Linked DNA regions of Rattus norvegicus: all the other regions are linked to region 1. A link is a contact called in public Hi-C data. All regions are on one chromosome and are shown on one strand. Each heading gives the region's core, a stretch centred on a gene start, on an enhancer-like site or on the middle of the called end of the contact. The rest is flanking DNA. Distances are from core to core; before and after follow the strand shown. Region 1 holds the start of Bcap29 (B-cell receptor-associated protein 29). Region 2 overlaps Cog5 (component of oligomeric golgi complex 5). Region 3 holds the start of Dld (dihydrolipoamide dehydrogenase).

Region 1 (4,001 bases), core at 814-3,313:
GCGCTTGTGTTCGCAGTAACGGGCGTAAGGATGAGGTGCAACCCCATGCTGCTGTCTGCAGGAATCCTTTGCAGAGGCCTCCACTCAGGGGGGAAGAGGAATTCTTGACTGTGCCACTAAAAAGGGGGTGGGGGGGACGGGGGATTGCAGGGACTCAGTATGAGGCAGAACTGGAGTTGATTACTGCTGAACTGGAGCCTGTGCAGCCACAGGAAGAAAAAGTAAGCAAATGATGAGGAAGACATTTGACATCCACCTTTGCCCTCCACCACCATATACACATGCATGTAAACTGCAAAACCTGTTTTAAAGATCTTACAGATTTAAGCATAGACATGTATAACAGACACTTAGCAAAAAGACAACACAAACCCAAGTGAGCATGGGCTGCTCAAAGGTCTTAGCAACAGCTGCAACCGCTTTTCAGACTATTTCAAGCCTTCTGAAATTACTTTTCAGTAAATGAGAGCACAGTGGTTGTAAAGTGCATTGGAGGGTAAGGTACAAGCAAAACCAAGGTTGCGTAAGAATGTAGGTCAGGTCTTCCACCATAAACTTGGAAGTCCTGGGAGAAAAAAAGGTTATAGCTTATAAAGGGGAAAGGCCAGTACTCATATATAGACAGGCTTTAAGCATGGTTCACTGTCATTTTATGAAAATTTAAAATTTTTCTAATTAATATCATGAAGGCAATTATTACAGCAAATTTTGCTAACTTTGCTGAATTCTTGGCTTTCAGTGGGCATGAGACGTCTACTGGACTCCTAAAGGCTTCTTTGCTTTCCTAAGTCACTTTAGTTTTTTCTATCTATTCTGCTCTACTTTGTTACATTTCTGAGATTTGCAAAGATATATATATAAATAAAATAAGTGTATTCACATATGTTGAAAACCTGGAGGTATTTAGAGCTCCCTTTTAGATTCTTAGTCTTGTTAATAAAAGAGTGCCAAGGCTTTTTTAAAGGACAATCTTATTAATTTGCAGTAAAAAACAAACACGGTATCCAAGGGGATGGAGAACCGGAAGAGACAAAAGTTACACCTTTAGGCATAAAGGGTCCAATAACACTGCCTTGTTCAGAAATGGAGGTCTACCAGCAGTTCCGGGAGGGGACAGGCATTCAGAGAATGAGAAAGCCCAGTATCAACAAAAATCTAGCTTAGGCTTTTGGCCATCCACTAAAGAAAAACAAACAAAGGCAGGTGTTAGACTTTTCTGAATTACAACACAGAAAACCAAGCAAGCTTACTACTGCCACACAGCATAAGGAGGCTCCTTCAAGGACCGCCATCTTGGGATGTGTAAGTGCTGCTTCTTTTCTTATTAATGGAATAATCATTCCTCCCACCTCTTCAACATGTCTCCAAGTGAATCAGATTTCCTGGGTAGCGGACTCCTGGCCAGCTTAAGGGAGGAGACAATAGTATCTTTGGAGCAGATCAAGATGTCAGGTCTCCACATAGAGCAGGACTATTCCAGGAATTGGCCAGAAAACCTAAGGAGGGCCAGTTGTTAGGTTTTTCTTTCTAGTGTCACCATGGAAACCGGAGGTAGAATGCAAAGTTAACCCTGAGGAAGTCCACCCTCAATGGTTTGGTTTCTAGGGCCTATCTAGTTATCTAACAGAATATGGTTAGATAAACGAGTATACCCATGCAGTTCCCAAACAGCTAGCTCCCTGAAGCTGCCTGGTCCTACCGATGGACAAGGAAAACAGCACGCAAAACACATTCTGTCTCAAGAACAAAATGCTCCACAAACCCCAAGGCCTGGGCCTTAGCTTAAATTTAGGTTAATTCAGGGCAGGGAGGCAAGTTGCCACCATAGAGCACCTGGCCGGATCTGACCCCAGCCAAACAACTGGCTTCCATCATCTGGGATCAGCCGCACCCTTCGCGGGTACCGAGCCCGCGTGAAGGAGCCTCAGTCACCTCACGCCGCGCACCAGGAAACAACGGCCGTGGAAAGCGCGGTCGCGCCAGTGTGACCTCAGCCGGGCTTGGCGCGCTCCCAGCGGCGTGTGACGTGCGCGCGCAGGCGGGCGGCGGGGCACGCGGAGCGATCGGCGGCGGGTAAGCCTGACTAGCGGAGGGCGGCTCCGCTGATGAACGTGTTTGGAGGCTCCGGCCGCGGCGTCGGACCGCCCGGGGCCGCCATGGGGCCGGGGGAGAGCCTGCGGGGCCGTCCGGCACACAGCCTCGTCACCCGGGGTTAGATGGACTTCCTCCGGGGCCCGCGCCGCGTGTCTGTCCGTTCACCCATGTTTTTCTGAAATTGAAATCTTTCTCTGTATAGGTGTGAAGAAAACAAACCATGACAATCCAATGGGCGGCGGTTGCCAGCTTTCTTTATGCCGAAATAGGACTCATTTTAATCTTCTGTTTGCCCTTTATTTCTCCTCAGAGGTAGGAAACCTTCAGATCCTTAACGTTACCAAATGTTTGATAAACTTCTTCAGGCTGAGGCATGTGATGCTTTTCATAAAGTTAGAAAGTTTTGAGAGGGCCTGTTGGGTGGCTCAATAGAGCCGTGGCAGCCAAGGGAGAGAATTTCAGTTCGATACCCGGAAACCACAAAGTTGTTTTCTAACCTGCACACACTTCCACCCCGGGTCTCACAGAAACATACATGCGCGCACATAAATACACGATACATACATATAGTAAATGGATAATTAAATAAAAGTTTGAGAGCCAATTATATAAAAGGTAGTCATTTAAAAATGAAAATCAAATTTGCTATCTGGTAACTATTAAAAAGCTTGATTATGTGTACAAACAGATTTTTTTCACCTCCTTTTTTAAAATAACTCAGTCTTTTTGGTCTTGAGTACAGGTACAATAAAGCCGTGGCTGTGCCTTGGACATCTGTCTTCATGGTGTACCTTTCTCTCTCTCTCTCTCTCTCTCTCTCTCTCTCTCTCTCTCTCTCTCTCTCTCTCCCTCCCTCCCTCCCTCCCTCCCTTCTTCCTTCCCTCCCTCCCTCTCCCCTTCCTACCTTTCCCTCCCCCTTACCCTCCTCCACAAATTGCCCTGAATTTGAGCAGAGAAAAACGTGTGGATGCACAAATGTTAACTTGGGACAATAGAATTGACGGCCTCGGGGTCCAAGCCGTCTTTCAAAACCTTAAAACTCCTCATCTGCTTGGATTTCAGCTCTTCTCTATCCTTGTCTCCATACCAGCGCCTTCTCCTTCCTGACAAGAAGTAGTAAATCATACTGTAGGAAGGGGTGTACCAAGTTATTTCCACCAACCCATGGGTTCTATAGATCACATGCTTAAGGCCAGAAAGGTTATGTTTCATAACCTAAGTCACCTAACTGGTCTGTGTCAGACTCCAGATAAGATCCTGAACTTGCAATCAGACAATGCTGTCCCTGTTCTTTCTACCTCAGATTTCAAAAGCAGACATGTTTTGCCTTTGGTATCTTGTGAGAGAGTCTTACATATTCAAAAAGTCATTTTTCATGCACAACAGATTTTTAAATAAGGCTTAGAGACTTAGAGGGGAAAAAAGTCATCAGAAGAATTTATAGACCAGTCTTTTTCTTCTTGCTGTTTACAGTTTTGTACCCACCCTGATCTAGTAGCTATGGAAGTGTGGATAGGAACATATGATATATGAGTATTCTCATGTAAGAACATGTGGTACCTATGCACAGGAATCACCTGTGCCCCTCCATGTGTTTATCCACAGTGTGTATGCTCTCTTCAGAGTCTTCCTTTAGTCTATCTGGTCTTTTCTCCTGTAGTGAAGTGGTTGGAGGTACATAATGCTCAGAATAACAGTTTTCATTTGACTTTGTGTCATTATATGACCTTGAGAAATTACATACCTTCTCTGGTCAGTTTTCCAGTTTTCCTGGTAATAGTAGTGTGGACTTCATATGGTGTTGTGGTAATTAGATGAGGTAGTGCACCACCAATAATATATCAACTCAATACATATTAGCTATTATTGTCTCTTAAATTCAGTCTACTGCAAACTCCCAAGAGGGC
Region 2 (4,001 bases), core at 818-3,317, 300 kb before region 1:
AAAAGACCCACAAATCAAGTCTGTACTTCACTTGCTCCAGCTAAGGCCACTGTCAGTTCAGGGAAGAAAATAAGATTATTTCCCACTCTGAAATAGGGTGTTTCTCCCTCAGAGAGAGAGGTTGGCAGAGGGCCTGTTTGGTTTTGACCATGCACATATCCTACAGTTAGAGAAATGCACTCTCTATCATCTGCATACTTTCTCTTATCTTTGGGACAAATGCCCTTTCTTGGGTTCTCTCTGGACAGCTCTTTATCATTTAGGACTCAGCTTTTAAATTTCCTGTCATAAAACCCTTCCAACTCCAGGTAGCAAGAAATTAACCTGGAGTCACACAGATGTGAAAAAATCCGGACTACATAGTACCCAGCATTTTGAAATTCCTGAAGGCTGGCCTCATGTGGAGTTCAGGGTATGAGTGAGTGCATCCTGTGGCTATATGGAAGCATGGGCAGGCCATTACTACGCCAACTTCTCAAATAAGACGTTAACGATGTTACTCTGCTCACATGCCTGGCCTCAAGTCCCATTAATCAGTAATTCTAACTACCAGGCAGAAATCAGTACTCTTAGCATTTTGTGGGGTGTTCCAATGTCAGATATCAGAGACAACCCTTAGGGAGTTAATGAAAATTGTTTCTGTGCCAGTTGGCACCAGTTCAGACATTTGCCCCAACTCCACAGATATCTTTAAAGCCAGGCTGAGAAAGGGCTCAACCACCTGGAAGCAGTGGGGTGTGTGCACGCACATGTGTACACATATGTCCATTTGCCAGTCTTAAGAAATAAGTGGAAAATCTTAGAAACCAATGTTCCATAGTGGACATACTGTTCTATTTACAAAATGCACTTAAAAAAAAAAACACTTTGCATTCACAGGGCTAAGTATATAAATTGCACATCACATTGAAGGAAGCTCAGAAATGTTTGGTTAGATTTTTCTTTTCTCTTGATAACCATCAAAAACACCATTGAAATGACAGCGAGAAAACAGATTAAGCTGCCCTCCTACATAAAATCAGAGCAAGATTTTCAAGCATTTATTAAATTACTTCATTTGCTTCAGGAAAACATTAGCTTTCTTGGAAGTCAGGCCAAGCGTTACGTAAGGTTTATACCAACAAGCTTGCTGAAGTCCCCCTCACAGAGGAAAAGCAATGGGGTTTACTACTAAAGGACTGGCCTGTGCTAATAGGTCACACTGTTAGTTGACACAGCAGGTAGATGTTTTAAAAACAATTTGTCAGGCATTAAAAAATTCATTGTGATTAGAACTAAAATTCTGATTCTTAAAATTTTAAGGCATTAGAAACAGACAAGCTGTTTCAACCTAGCGTGCGGGTTCTAGACAATGGCACGGTGGCTAAGGGTCCAAGGATTCATGTGGTTCTGAGTGTTTTCTGAAACAGTAGATCAAAGTACCATTCAGCTTTATCTATGAAGTCTAAATGGTTTCACCCTATGTGTCCCCAGGCTCAGAGAGAGAGAGAGAGAGAGAGAGAGAGAGAGAGAGAGAGAGAGAGAGAGAGAGAGAGAGAGAGAGAGAGAGATAAGGGGGGGGAGAGGTAAGGGGGGGAGAGGGAGGGAGGATGGTTTTCACTTGCTAAATGTGAGCTTAGCAACAGTATCAATGACGTCACCTAGGAGACATTTTTAAAAAGAAGCAGAAGAAAACAGATTGGTGATCACAAACCCACAGCAAGACAGCCATGTGGATGAACTCATTTCAAGGCTTTAACATGATAAAATGGAACCTGCTGAATCATTTTCTATTATCAACTATATTGAAACTGAGTGTATATTTGGGACTCAGGAAAAAAAAAAGCCAGAGACACTGCAAATCAACGAGTTAGTTGAGACCCAAATTTCCTGACCATATCCTAAGCCTCTTCCATAAGCAGGATACTGACAGGAAGCTTGTCACTCAGCATTTCCCCTGTATGGGCCAGTTTCCTAGTGAGGAAAGATAAGGAGCAGTCTGGGCTCATCTTCCTTATCCCACATATGCTCCCAGAGGCTCTGAGGTGATAGCTGATATTTCTAATGAGCCCAGCTTCTTCAGTGAAGTCTACACTGAGTCCCACTGTTCCCGTGGGCCCCACCTTCACATGTGCATACATAGGTGACAATGACCTGCATGTGCTTGCTACCTGCACTGATGATCAGATAAGCTAGCTGGCCTGCCTTATCCACACACCTAGATTGGCAGGATAGAGAATGGGTTTAGGGATTAGAGCAATGCTAACTGGAATTAGAGAACCGGGTATACCGGAGTTGACTGACGATTTACTTGTCTTCTGATGTGGCTGGTTGGGTATCGGTAGCCTCCCATGACAGGGTATCGAGGAATATAGGGTGTTTGAGGGATGATGAAATGAAAACATTTGGGAGCTGAGATTTCTGGGGTATGTTTGAAGATGTCTGAAAGCAAGTTTGCTGGCCTAAGGCCCCATGCAAGTGAGTCCCAAACCTGGATCTATGCAGGGTGGGGTGGAAAGCTAAAAGATGGTGTGTCTGCATCTGCTCTCCTGGGTACAAAAAACTAGAAACAAAATGTGGACAATGACATCTAACAAATGGAATAAAAGCAGCAAGTCAGCAGAGTGGATGGGGAAGAAGTCAGGTTCAGTCAGGCACAGGGGAGCTTCAGGGAGGTGGGATCACGTCGGAGCTCTGTGGTGATGCTTTCTGAGCATGGTTTCAGAGAGGTGGGTGTATTAATGGAAGAAACGAGCTCAGCAGGCTGTGCACCGTGCTCTCGGATGGAGATGCACACACCTGGGCACAGGTGCACACCTAACTGTGTTCATGGAGCACACCCAGGGAGTGTGTGGTATCTAAGTGGGTTCTGAGTTATCCTTTCCCTCCAGGAGCTGTCACTGTTCAAAGTTCACTAATCCAAGGGCCACCATGTCAGTGACTGCAGCACATGGAAATGACACATGAGATAAGAGCCAGAGTGCATCCTCTCACAGCTGAGATTGTTTTAGAACTGGAGCTCATGCGCCTCAGCGCTGTACAGGGAGGAGTGGCCATGGGCCATTCTGCCCTCTGCAGGGCTGCAACACAGTGGAGAAAGGCAGCAAATACTGGCACAAGCATTGGTACAGGAGAATATGAAGGTCTGGAAAAATTAGATAGTCCCCGTGCCCAACCATACACTGCAGAGGGATCCAGCATGCAAATGCTTACACAATGGAGTGGCCACCTCGAGACCCACAACTACACGTGTACGCCCATACAATCGCTGCTCCGTCACCACCCACCCCTGCACTCTCTATCCTGGACCCCCTGTGTACCCTAAAACACATGGCTTTACCTGAGAAGGAGGAGCCTGTCCTTTTCAGATGGGTGATCATCCAGCCACTGGGAGAAGCGTGCATGGGACCATTCTGCCCTCTGCAGGGTTAAAACACAGAAAACAGTGCACTCTTCAGCAAATGGCGGCAAATACCAACACAAAAACCACTGGTGACTGAGGGTTCAATGATATTCACACTTCCTGAAGGAAGTCTAGAAGGCAGCACAGGGGCTTCATGTACCTCATTACCAAAACCCCTGAAGATCTGCTGATGTAGGCCCAAGTAAATAAACAGAGAGAAAGAGAGAAGCCCCCATCAACAGAGCCTCATGAGTAGAAATTATTCCTGTTGTTTTGGTTTCGTTGGATGATAATGATAGGTTTGTTTGTTTGTTTGTTTTTGTTTCTGTTTAGCCTGGCGGTCCTGGAACTCTTTAGACCAGGCTGGCCTTGAACGCAAGGAGACCATGTGCTTCTGCCTCCCAAGTGCTGGGATTAAAGGTGTTTGCCACTACACCCAGCCTGATGGTGATGATTTTGAAGACAGGGTCTCACTTTGTACTTCAGGCAGGCAAGGAACTCATGGCAATCTAGCCTCAGCTCCCTGAGTGCTAAGACTACAGGCAGGGGACACAGTAGTCAGGTGAGACTCCTTAAAGGGCTAATTCTGGACTCTGGACTCGAGAGGTAAATTTTACAC
Region 3 (4,001 bases), core at 1,102-3,601, 300 kb after region 1:
GTAAACGGAATTTGCATAGTCCATGCTGCTTTGGTGGCGGAAAGTCAGCAGCTGTGGGGGGTGAACACTGTCTTTGTAATGAGTAGTAGCAATGGGACTGGCACCACAAAGAGATATTTTAACAGCACCAAAGGAGAGGGTGAGAGTAAGAGGATCCACAGTGGGGAGGAAAATCAGCTGTAATTACCCTGACTGTTGGGAGAACGTAAGGGCTTCATCTATCCATCACTGTACAACAAACTGTCCTGAAAAGCTTGGTGGTGAAAACAATGAAAATATTTACTTTGTTCATAAATATGACAATTGAAAGGACTTAGGTTAGAAGAACTGCCTGCAGGGAGAGGGATTAGGGAGAAAGGAGGAGGAGAGAGGAGGAAGAATGAGAGAGGAGAGGCAAGAGGAGGGAAAGAGGGGAGGGGGAGGAGAGAGGAGAGAGGTGGATGAGAGACAGATGAGGGCAGAGAGAAGGAGCAGAGGGAAGAAGAAGAGGAAAAGGAGTAAGAGAAGGAAGAGTAAAAAGGGAGAGAAAGGGCAGAGGAAAGGGGAAGGAGAGGAAAGGGAGAGAGAAAGGATGAAGGAAAGATGAAGGAAGAGAGAAGGAGTAATAAACAGGAGGAGGAGGAGGGAGTGAGGGAGGCAGAGGAGCAAGAAGAGGGCTCTGTCCCTAGCCTGAGAGTCACCCAATATCACTTTTGCCATATTCTATTCATTAGAAGAAACATTTGCCTAAAGTTGGTCCATATTCAAGAGAGGGTGAAATCGAGTTTACATTTTAATTTGAAAAGTGTCAAGCTTTGGACTTGGTTTAAGTACACTGCAATGAGAGTTACTCCATCAAAGGTTGTCAGAAGTAACCTTACACATGCAATAAGTGGAGAAGATCATTGGCCAGTATTTGATCATATGCCTACCTGTAGCTGTATAGAACCTGGAAAAGGTTGTTGCTGTTCTGAATACCTATCTGTCCAGAAGAACAATCTCTTAGTATATGGAAGGGAAAAACAAAGGCAGAAGATGTAACTTAGTTGGCAGAATGCTTGCCTGGCATACTAGAAGTCCTGAGTTCCAGCCCCAGCACTCAGCAACACATAAAATTGTGGTGGTACCTGCAATCCCGGCCTCAGGAGATGATGGTAGGAGGACTATAAATTCAAGGTCATTCTAAGCTCTATATTGAGTTTGAAGCCAGCCTGGGACACATGAAACACTCTCTCAAGAAAACAAAAATGGAAAAAAAAAAAGAAAGAAAACAAAAATGGAATGTGGTTGGGGATAAACATTTGGTAACGGCTAGCTCTCTTCATAACATTTATTCATATCTTCTTCCCTGTAAATGGGCAGAGATAGGTAAGGAGTAGTATTTGTCTAATGCTTAACTCTATGGAGCTCCGTACACTGCTTGGTCTGTAAACTTTTGAGAAGTGTAGACTTAAGGTTTACTTAAACTAGAGACTGGATGCTGGAGAGATCTCAGCAATTAAGAACACTGACTGCTCTTCCAAAGGTCCTGAGTTCAATTCCCAGCAACCATAAGGTGGCTTACAATCTGTAATGGGATCTGATGCCCTCTTCTGGTGCCTCTGAAGAGAGTGGCAGTGTACTCACATACATTAAATAAATAAATCTTTAAACTAGAGATTGTTATTACAAAGTGAGAATCAGGCCCTAGACCGCCCCCCCTCCCCGTGCTCAATCTTATAGATAATAGTTAGCGATCTTTTAGGTGCACACTCGATGAAAACCTAACATTTCACCACCCACTATCTCAACCCTTCTAGCTTGTTCTGCAAGAGAGGCGTGCTTCCAAAATACAAAAATAAAAGGTAGTTTGTTTTCTATACTTCTTGTTAGGGTAGTTTTCAGAGCAGGATGTAGTTGAAGAAAGGCTCAAGACTGTGGCCCATCTACCCTTACATTGCCTTTGAGGACAGAGATTATATATCAGCAGTTAAAGCCAAAACGTTTGTCCATAGGGCTGCAGTTACCTCTCTTTTGCTTTCTTCGTTTTAGCTCTCAGGGCTTCATCCAGAAAATGGAAACACTTCGTTTTGCAAAGCTAAAGCCACGAGTGCCTAGCACAACCATGAGCTAAAGTCAAACTTTTCTTTCTTTCTTATTTAAGCTTTACTTTCTGTAGGCTTTATAGAACAAACAACATTTTTATTTAATTGGTCTTTCAATAATAACTTGCAACTCTCTACTCCAAACACCTAGGCAACAGTCCCCAATTCCCCAGCTGCCACAAAACGCAACGCCCTTCACGACCTCGCACGACGCAGCGACCAGAAAGCCTCTGCCTCTCGGGCCAATCGCGCTGCTCCTCGGAGATGACGCGATGCTGTTGCGCACGCGCAGGGTGGGGAGACCTTGGATAAGTCTACTAGGCGTTCTGCGGAGGTGAAAGCCCTGGTGTAGGGACGGGAACGAGGGAAGATGCAGAGCTGGAGTCGTGTGTACTGCTCCTTGGCCAAGGTGAGGGCCGTCTGCGTGGCGGTGATGCTAGACTACAGGCTCAGAGACACCCGCTTGCGGGCCCGGACGCCGCCGCGGCCCCGCCTCTATGCCGGTTCTATCCGGCCTCCCGAGGCAACGGGGAGCACAAGCCCTGGCTAGGGAGGGACCTGCTGCGGAATGACTGTCCGCTGCCCCACACGACACTTCCGGGCGCGGGTCGTGGGGCTTGGGCCTTCACCCGTGCACGGGGACGAGTAAATCACCCTTGCCACGCGCGACCTGCCACTTCATACCTTTTGCCTCATCCCAATGACCCGGGGATGGCCTACTTTCGTACGGTGGGTGAGTAACCTTGAGGCCGGACTGGCCCAGACGTGGTCAGCTCCAATGCCCAGTCCTGCGAGTTCCTCCAAGGCTCTCTTCATTCACATCCCTAAACTAGTGCACTCTGCCGTCAGTCAGGCCCTGGGGCTTATATTTTTAATTTAATTCTATCGTCCAAACAACTTTCCCGTTTCACCTGCCAATCAAATTCTGCCAAATTGAATGCATGAGGCTTAGCGGCAGGGTAGCCTGAGAACTTTAGGGACACTACAGAGATGAGACTCTTCACATCTGAATTGTCTATGTCCTTAACGTAACACACAAAATGCTAGCGTTTTAGGGAGAAGGTGAGCTGGGACTGACTCTCAGTACAGACAGTTCTTTGTTCCTCTTTGGCTGGCATGTCTTGATCTCAGGTCACACAGAAGTTGCCTTCAAGTAAAAAACATTGTTGCCTTCCATTGTTTGCTCGCTGTGATAGGAGCTGGAAATTTCTAAGTGGCCCTGGTCTTAGGAAATGGTAGGCACAGGGCTAAGAGAATGTGAGACTATGATGCAATTTGTGAAACTTCCAGAATGTGGGGACACTGCATTGTTGGTACATTTTCCTAGTGTAGTTTTCTGACCATAGGTGGTGGCTCAAGAACATCTTTATAGATGTTATTAAGTGATTACATCTGTTATAATGATTATAGACTGTTAGGAACGTGATTACAAACTTGATTCGTTAGGAAGTATATTACAGATGAAATGAATAGCATTAAATACTCAAATGTATGAACTCACAGTTTCAGGATTTTTATTAAAATACTAAACTGACCCTTGACATTAAAATTTACCTGTGCTTTCTGAAATTTTAATAAACCTGTAAGCCAGTGAGTATATTCTGACTAGGTCTAATATGAGATGGTTCGTTGAATGTTCATAATAATAAGACAGATCTGGCAAGTTAAGATTGTGATAGTTTAATATTATGGACAAAAAAGTGAAATTGAAAAAAAAAAGGTGAAATTGTTAGGATACCCCTTTGTGGCACAGAAAGTCCGCAAGGTATTAAGTGTTTGATACATTTACCCCAGTTGTCATCGACCTTTTAAATTGCATTTATTACTTCCGTACATGCACATGTAGGCATGAGCATGCAAGACAGAGTTCATGTAAGAATGCCAGAAGACAGCTTGTGGAAGTCAGTTCTCTTCCACCATGTGGAACCAGGGAACCAG

Evidence for each region. A called contact is a pair of places that touch in the nucleus more often than the background predicts.
Region 2: a contact with region 1 is called in a Hi-C map of frontal cortex, with 1.8 times the contacts expected there. The contact joins the enhancer-like site here to the promoter of Bcap29 in region 1. A contact is called at or near these places in 2 of 12 Hi-C or Micro-C datasets (Schwann cells and frontal cortex).
Region 3: a Hi-C map of mammary epithelial cells shows a contact between it and region 1, with 2.5 times the contacts expected there. The contact joins the promoter of Dld here to the promoter of Bcap29 in region 1. A contact is called at or near these places in 3 of 12 Hi-C or Micro-C datasets (the A7r5 cell line, frontal cortex and mammary epithelial cells).

What each region holds. Positions count from the first base shown.
Region 1 is chr6:53,948,258-53,952,258 of GRCr8, reverse strand. Bcap29 (B-cell receptor-associated protein 29) reads left to right here and starts at 2,063. Exons shown (of 8, transcript NM_001006980.1): 1 at 2,063-2,073; 2 at 2,297-2,406. The coding sequence starts at 2,315. LOC134479362 (a long non-coding RNA gene) reads right to left here and starts at 1,977. Exons shown (of 2, transcript XR_010052588.1): 1 at 1,834-1,977; 2 at 1-1,179.
Region 2 is chr6:54,251,122-54,255,122 of GRCr8, reverse strand. Cog5 (component of oligomeric golgi complex 5) reads right to left here. Exons shown (of 22, transcript NM_001398787.1): 21 at 3,320-3,399. Among named protein-coding and RNA genes, the nearest start is that of Hbp1, 30 kb to the left of the region's middle. Within about 2 kb of position 2,067, at least 9 of the 93 cell types and tissues checked have an H3K27ac peak or open chromatin away from gene starts, as enhancers often do.
Region 3 is chr6:53,650,697-53,654,697 of GRCr8, reverse strand. Dld (dihydrolipoamide dehydrogenase) reads left to right here and starts at 2,351. Exons shown (of 14, transcript NM_199385.2): 1 at 2,351-2,472. The coding sequence starts at 2,434.